Regions from separate parts of the Sus scrofa genome. Here region 2 is linked to region 1. Evidence: chromatin contacts called from public HiChIP or PLAC-seq data. All regions are on one chromosome and are shown on one strand. The core of a region is the stretch at or near the end of the contact, and the rest is flanking DNA. Distances in the headings are between cores, read along the strand shown.

What was found. HiChIP or PLAC-seq counts read pairs in DNA pulled down with a chosen protein or histone mark.
Region 2: a contact with region 1 is called in an H3K27ac HiChIP or PLAC-seq map of alveolar macrophages. The contact joins the promoter of TERF2 here to the enhancer-like site in region 1. A contact is called at or near these places in 2 of 5 promoter capture datasets (fetal liver and liver), 10 of 47 Hi-C or Micro-C datasets (embryonic fibroblasts, heart right ventricle, liver and 2 more) and 2 of 2 datasets of contacts at active chromatin or transcription factors (alveolar macrophages and skeletal muscle).

Annotation. Positions count from the first base shown.
Region 1 is chr6:17,518,084-17,521,371 of Sscrofa11.1, reverse strand. No RefSeq gene overlaps it. Among named protein-coding and RNA genes, the nearest start is that of CYB5B, 38 kb to the left of the region's middle. Within about 2 kb of position 1,726, at least 26 of the 83 cell types and tissues checked have an H3K27ac peak or open chromatin away from gene starts, as enhancers often do. A contact at or near this core is called in alveolar macrophages and skeletal muscle, where this site is marked.
Region 2 is chr6:17,604,401-17,607,722 of Sscrofa11.1, reverse strand. It overlaps TERF2 (telomeric repeat-binding factor 2), which reads right to left and starts at 1,975. Exons shown (of 10, transcript XM_003126908.4): 1 at 1,474-1,975; 2 at 1,269-1,364; 3 at 471-601. The coding sequence starts at 1,852.

The DNA of each region.
Region 1 (3,288 bases), core at 477-2,976:
GTCTTATAACCTGTGATTTAGCAGTTGAGTGACTTTGGAATTCATAAAAATGACATTGACCTGGTTCTCGCACACTTGGTCATGACATAATGGAGTAATTTTAGGGGGTTTCTGGCTGACTTTTATGTCAGGGATATGGGTAAACTTTTAAAGCTTTTATCTTTAGAAAATGTTGCAAATGGATTATAAGATGCCACTTTAAGACAGTCTATTGAAGGAAAAATCTTTGGTGTGTAACGGAAGTGGTGTGGCTTTTGATGCTCCTATTTGAAGGCAAGGGAGGGTTGCTTTGAATAAAAGTTGATATGTAATTGCTGTGATGATTAAGTTGCATGATCACATGGGGCCACCCTGAGGTAGAAAGGACAAAGGAGTATTGAGGAGCTGGAAAGGGAGCATTCAGGCTGAAACTAAGCCAGAAGATAACTTGGGTCAATTAAAAGTGTGTTGGCAAAACGGAATGAAAAACATCTGGCTTAGAAGAAACATTAAAGAATGACATTTGTAAGTAAAATGTGTGTTTTTGATATTTTTAGGGTAAAGATCAATGCAAAAGATAGGCTTTTCTATTTCATATGGGTTGTCTTTTTCCTGTTTATATGGGAACTTGTTTTTATTCAGAGCCAGAGGAAAAGATTTTCAGACTTGGTCTCAACCATCCATGAAATCCATCCAGTACCCAGGGCTTCTTTTCATCTGTTGCTAATGTGATGTCACTTTGTATTATAAAAACCACTTGTAGGTCCATTTACTATTTTCCTGCTTCCTACAGAAACAGCCAGGTGAAAGGGAGAGCTTGTGTGAGAGTTCGCAGAGGTTTTTCTAAACAATAAAGTAATACAGTATGTGAGCCAAATCCATCAAAAAGGACTTTTGTTTTAAGAAGTAGACTCAAGTTCTCGAGAAACAGTCTCAACTTTGCTAGGTTGTGAATCCCACCTGGAGAGCCAGTGGAGCCAGTCCCTGCTGGATGGCAGAGCCTCCTGGGGGGTCTCTGGGGTGTTTGGCTGTTTATTCCCAAGGAGGACTCAGTGCTGCCACCCACCCTTCTGTACGTGTAATGGCTGCTGATCCCAGGGAGGAGGTGAGGCGAACTGACTGTCCCCCAAATGGGGATGCTAGTGCGGGGGCCCGAATGTCCTTGCCTCTGTCTCTCAGAATTGGTTTTGGTTTCTTTTTTGTTTTGTTTTGTTTTGTTTTGTTTTCTTTTTTTTTTGTTATTGTTGTTTGGTTTTGGTTTCTAAATGACTTATATTTGTAAAGACAGGAAAGTGGTGGGGACAAAGTTTATATATACTGTGTTTAGTTCTTATGTGACCACTTGAGCAGAAGCAAAAATGCATTGGAACCTATCATTTGAGCCTGTGAAGTTCTTTGAGCAGTTGTCATGAGGCCCATGTTGGGAAATAAGAACATTGTTGAGTGTACACTCATTCAGTTCCCATGGGGAGCAATGAAAAAAATGCTTTACAGGCCAGCTATGTCATTACTTATGTCGTATCTCATGCTTAAAATCTCAAGCGATATCTCTCTGATTAAATTCCAATTTAGAAATGTACACCATTAATGCTCATTACTTCCGAGGGAGAAATGGATTCAGACCTGTCGCAACAGGAGGTTAACACTTTTTTTTTTTTAACCATCCTATTCTTTTGCCAAATATCACAAAAGTAATGGGGAAGTTAGTCCCGTTTGGCTGTTGTGCTCTGAAAAAGCTGGGTTTGGAACTTGTGGGAGTGCTCCCAGCGGGAGGTTCCAAGAAGCAGAGAGGTTGTCAAGTTACCCACCCTACATCCAGCCTGTCACTCGAGAATTTTCAGAGCTGCACGTTGCCTGCACCTTTTTTCTACATTGGCTATTTTGGCAAAACATTACTATGATTATCCCCCCCCACTTTTTTTAACTTCACCCTCAACTATGAGCAAGTAATATTAACATTCCTTTTGTGTATTCAATAATGGAGTTTGTTTACCTATTTTATTTCAGCATATTTTGAACAAAGATCTTTGTCTCTTTCTGCTGGAATGTGCACACAGTGAATGTTTGTTAGAACGACACACAATAAAGATACTGTTTTCCTTTTCTTGCCCTGGCTACGGTTATTTAAAAAAAAAAAAAATTTTTTTTTTTTTAAGTGGAAATGTTGGCTCTGGAATTCTCAGGTGTCTGGAAGAAAAGAACTTGAGAAGCATAAAAGTCATCTCTGTGCTAATCTTGTGTTAGCATAACTTGATGGGGGAGTTCCACGGTTCTTCGGGAGTCATGCTGCTGCTCTTTCCCCGAAATGAAAGGCGAAGATTGTGAGACGCAAAAATTAAGAGTTTTGCTGTATTAACGGATGTGAAGTGGCAACCAGGTAGACAGCTTGGAAGTTCTGTTTTTACTGAAACCATCTGATAAAGAAGTCATTTCAAGGTAATAACACTTGTTATCTATAGCGCCACTCTTTAAATGCTTGTTTTTCTTGGAAATGGCTGAACTGTTGGGGAAAGTGAAACATTGAGCTCGAAGTTCTAGTGACTGTGTTAATAAAACAAGGGAAATAAACCATTTTTATAATTACTTTTAAAACCTACTGATAGCCTTCTAACATGACCAGTGAGACACAGTTCGTTAGGGCTTAGTATTTTCGCTGTCACGTGAATTGATGATTATTAACAGGAAAGGAAAGTCCCATTCTTATTACTCGTGTTTGAATCTGTTGTTTCAATGTCAGTCCTCATAAGGCACATGTCTCTTCCTGATGCTGAGTGTTTGGCAGGTACTTGACAAATCCTGGTTGACTGGTTGAAAACTTGAGGTAGAAGATTGTGATTTCATTTACGTAAATTTAAGGTAAGAAACACCCACACTATCTCCTAAATGATTGGTAATTGTAAGTAACATCAGTCATCTAACATTAATTAGCTTAGTGGATGTCTATATACTCTATACAGATCTTTCCTCACTTACAATGTGGTCATGTCCCAGTATGCTAGAGAGTATCGTACTGGGTCTCACTAGCACAGAAAAAGACCAACATTCAAAATACGGATTTTGCTGAATGCATATCACTTGCACCATGGTAAAGCAGAAAAATCCTAAGTTGAACCATAATAAATTGGGGACTGTATTTCAGGGACTAAGTTAGCTTAATCATGTATAACAGCATTTTAAGACAATTCTTTAAAAAAAATTTTTTTTTTTAAATTATAGTTCATTTAGAAACAATTCTTGTATGTAGCATTCAGGAGAGGCTGGAATTGCTTTTGGGGGAAACATGAGGATACAGCTGTAATATATTTATCA
Region 2 (3,322 bases), core at 726-3,225, 86 kb before region 1:
AAAGTTCCCTAAGCTTCTTTCTGCAATGGCATGAAAGAGCTCAAAGTCAGACCCAGATTTTCCAAGCTATTTCCAAGCTGTTCTCTTAGTTTATCATAAACAAGGGTGACCAAACCCTAGGCCAGTTATTTCTAGCCTTTCACGATGTTCCTGAATGGTACAACAACCTCCAAAATGTCAGTCTTCAATGCCAACTCACCTCCTGCATACTGTGGCCCCTCCTGCCAGGGATACCAGGAAGACCGCCAAAATCCCAAAAGCTGAGCACTGGCCATTAACAGTTCTTTCCAAGTCTGGGCTAGGAAGGGGTTGCCCAATGAGATAACATCTTTGTGTGTGTTACATGTTTGAGTGTGCACAGTGGCTCTCTGTCCATCTCTGTTTGTCCTCCACCCCACACAGAAAAGATAAGCACTGATTCTCTAAGACCTTTGATTTTTGTTAAAAAAGAAATTAAAATAGAGCCTTACAGCCTCCTTGACCAGTTTTCTACTGGATTCCACCACTGCCTCTGTCAGTGTAAATTCCGTTTTAATCATCTCCAGCACATTGATAGCTGATTCCAGTGGTGTGAGCTCAGCCTCCATATCAAAGGAACAGTCTAGGACAAAGAGCACAGTTTTCACTAACCTATTTTCTAAGGAGCAGAAGAATTATGTCCAAATATATATATATATACATATATATATATATCAAAAAGAAACATGCAAATATAGTTAAGATTTGCATTTAATTTGCTGGTATACTGGCTGCAGACTTACAAACATGTTAACGGTCCAGATTCAAATTAATGAATTTCAAGTGATTTTCAGTAATTTTCAAGACAGGTAAAAAAATTTATTTTTTAACACATTCATCTGCATCTAAATTTCAGCATACTCACATCTTCCTCAGATACAAATGGCCAGAAACTGAAGGCCGTTTTGCTAAACAGCTGTGAGGTTCAATTCCGGGGGAGAAAAAGTGTTCTTTAAAACACACCACTATGGAGGAAAAATGGTCATCTTCACATAACTCACTTCAGATAGCAACAAAGTTGGGGCGAGCAAGAAACAGGTGGGAGGAAATAAAAAAACAGAGAAAAGCAGCCAAGAGAATCCCAACTGTAGAAAACTAGAACTAGAGAATAAACTCATCCTAGAAGGAAAAAGACCACTGTATCGAAACATAGCAGCCCACTTTAATCGTGAATCTTTCAGTCCCGGATGTAAGTTTGAAAACAACATAACCCTAAATAAGCCCAGAAAAGAACATAAAAATAGCCATACCTAAATTCTCCCCTTCTTCAATGCGCGACAGACACTGCATAACCCGCAGCAGCCGAGACACGGTATGCTCCTTCCCCAAGGGCCTGACAAGCAAAGCTAGGAAAGAAGACATCGTTGGCACGGCGACCCCCAGCCCCGACGCTCGGGCCCCGCAGATCTCCTTCCCAGGAGCCCCCCAGCCTCCCTTTCCCGGCTCGGCCCTCACCCTGCATGATGTCCCGGATCTGCCTGAAGTCCTCGTACCGGCTACCCCGAAAGGCCCGCAGCGCCTCGTGGAAGTAGAACTTGAGCACCCAGCGGTTGACTGCCTCCTCCAGCCGCGCCTCCCCCGCGCCCCGCTCCGCGGCGCCCCCCAGCCGCGGCGCGTGGCGCCCCCGCCGAGCCCGCCCGCCGCTGCGGGACGTCCGCCTGCCTGCCGCCCGCCCGCTGCTATCGCTGCTCCCGCCTCCTCCCGCCATCGCGTCCGATCGCCGCGCGCCCTCCCCGCCCTCTCTGCCGGGACGCTTCCCCGACTGTGACGCCGCCGGGTCACGCACGACGCCCGGGCCGGAAGCAGGGCCTGCCGTCCCGGCTCCCGCGGCCATGATACGAACACCGTTCTGAGGCGCCCGCGGGCTTCTGGGAGGGAAAGGACCGGGGGCTCCCTGGCCCCCTCTCCGACTCCGTAGTTCCCGGTGTGTCGGCCGCAGTGCATTCTGGGACTTGAAGTTCACGGCAGCCAGATGGGTTAAACCAACCTAGGTTTGTGGTCAAATGTCAATTTCCCTCCGCTATTTTGTAACACTGTACTGGAGACTCGGGGCTATGTATAAAATATTGAAAAACAAAGGCGTGAAGTGTGTATTAAACATTTTTTAAATCGCGAAATGTAACATAGAGAGGAAACTTTGTTAAACAAGTTTACATTTTACTAAAGTAAAAGGCCAGTGTTAACCCAGTCGAGGTCAAGAAATAGAATATGGCCGGCACCACGAAACCCCTAGACATGTAAGACATATACGTTTTTAAAATTAGAAAAATAGCACATTTTGTTGTAGAACAATTGGAAGAAATAATGCAAAGCTTAACATTTAAGTCAGCCTTATCCCCACATGAAAAAACAAGCTGACATTTAGGTTTATAGCCTTCCAGTGTCTTTTGTATACCTTGTGTGTGTGTTTGTATACACACACAAAAAAACTAGAATTATGTTATATATATATTTTATAGAGCCTTTATTTTGCATTCAGCATCTAGTGGACATCTTTACATGTCACTAAATACTTTTTCTACAGTATCTTTAGCAGCTACATAGCATTCCAATATATGGGTGAAATGAAAGCCTCCTTTATATAAACCACTACTGTAAGGCGTTTAGGCTATTTAAAAATTTTGTAATTCTAGACAATCTAAATGTTAGAAAGATCCTTTTAACTATATCATTGCACAAATTCATAATTATTTCCTTAGAATAATTTCCTTTAAGTAGAACTACTGAGTCGAAGAATACACAGAGGAGTTTCCCTGGTGGCTCAGAGAGTTAAGCATCAGGCATTGCTACTGCTTGTGGCTCAGGTCACTGGTTTGACCCTTGGCCAGAGAAGTTCCGTATACTGCAAGCATAGCCAAGAAAAAAAAAATAGATTACACAGTAGAACAAAGATCAGGACATTCACTCATCAACCTTCCCTTTTACTATTGAACAAAGTGCAGACTCCTTAACATGACTTTTAAAGTCTGAAGAAGTTACCTATTTGCCAACCTCATTTTGGGCTCACTTTTCATATGTGTATGCACAACTTTTATCACTTCCTTTTCATCTACTACTCAGTTTGCTCAGAGCTTCATGTTGTCCATTCCAGCCTAAGGAAACCCTTCCTGTCCTTCAAACCTCACTTGAAGGACATTTCACCCTTTCTTGACTTTCTGAGTTATGTTAAATCCCTTTGGTGCTCCCTCCTTTGCCCCTCCTTCATCCTTCCTCAGCACTTCTGGGGCCACGTACTTTGTCTTCTTGTTTACCTTGCATCCCAGAACCTAGCTCAGGACATGTCACATTTCTTGAGGTTGGATTG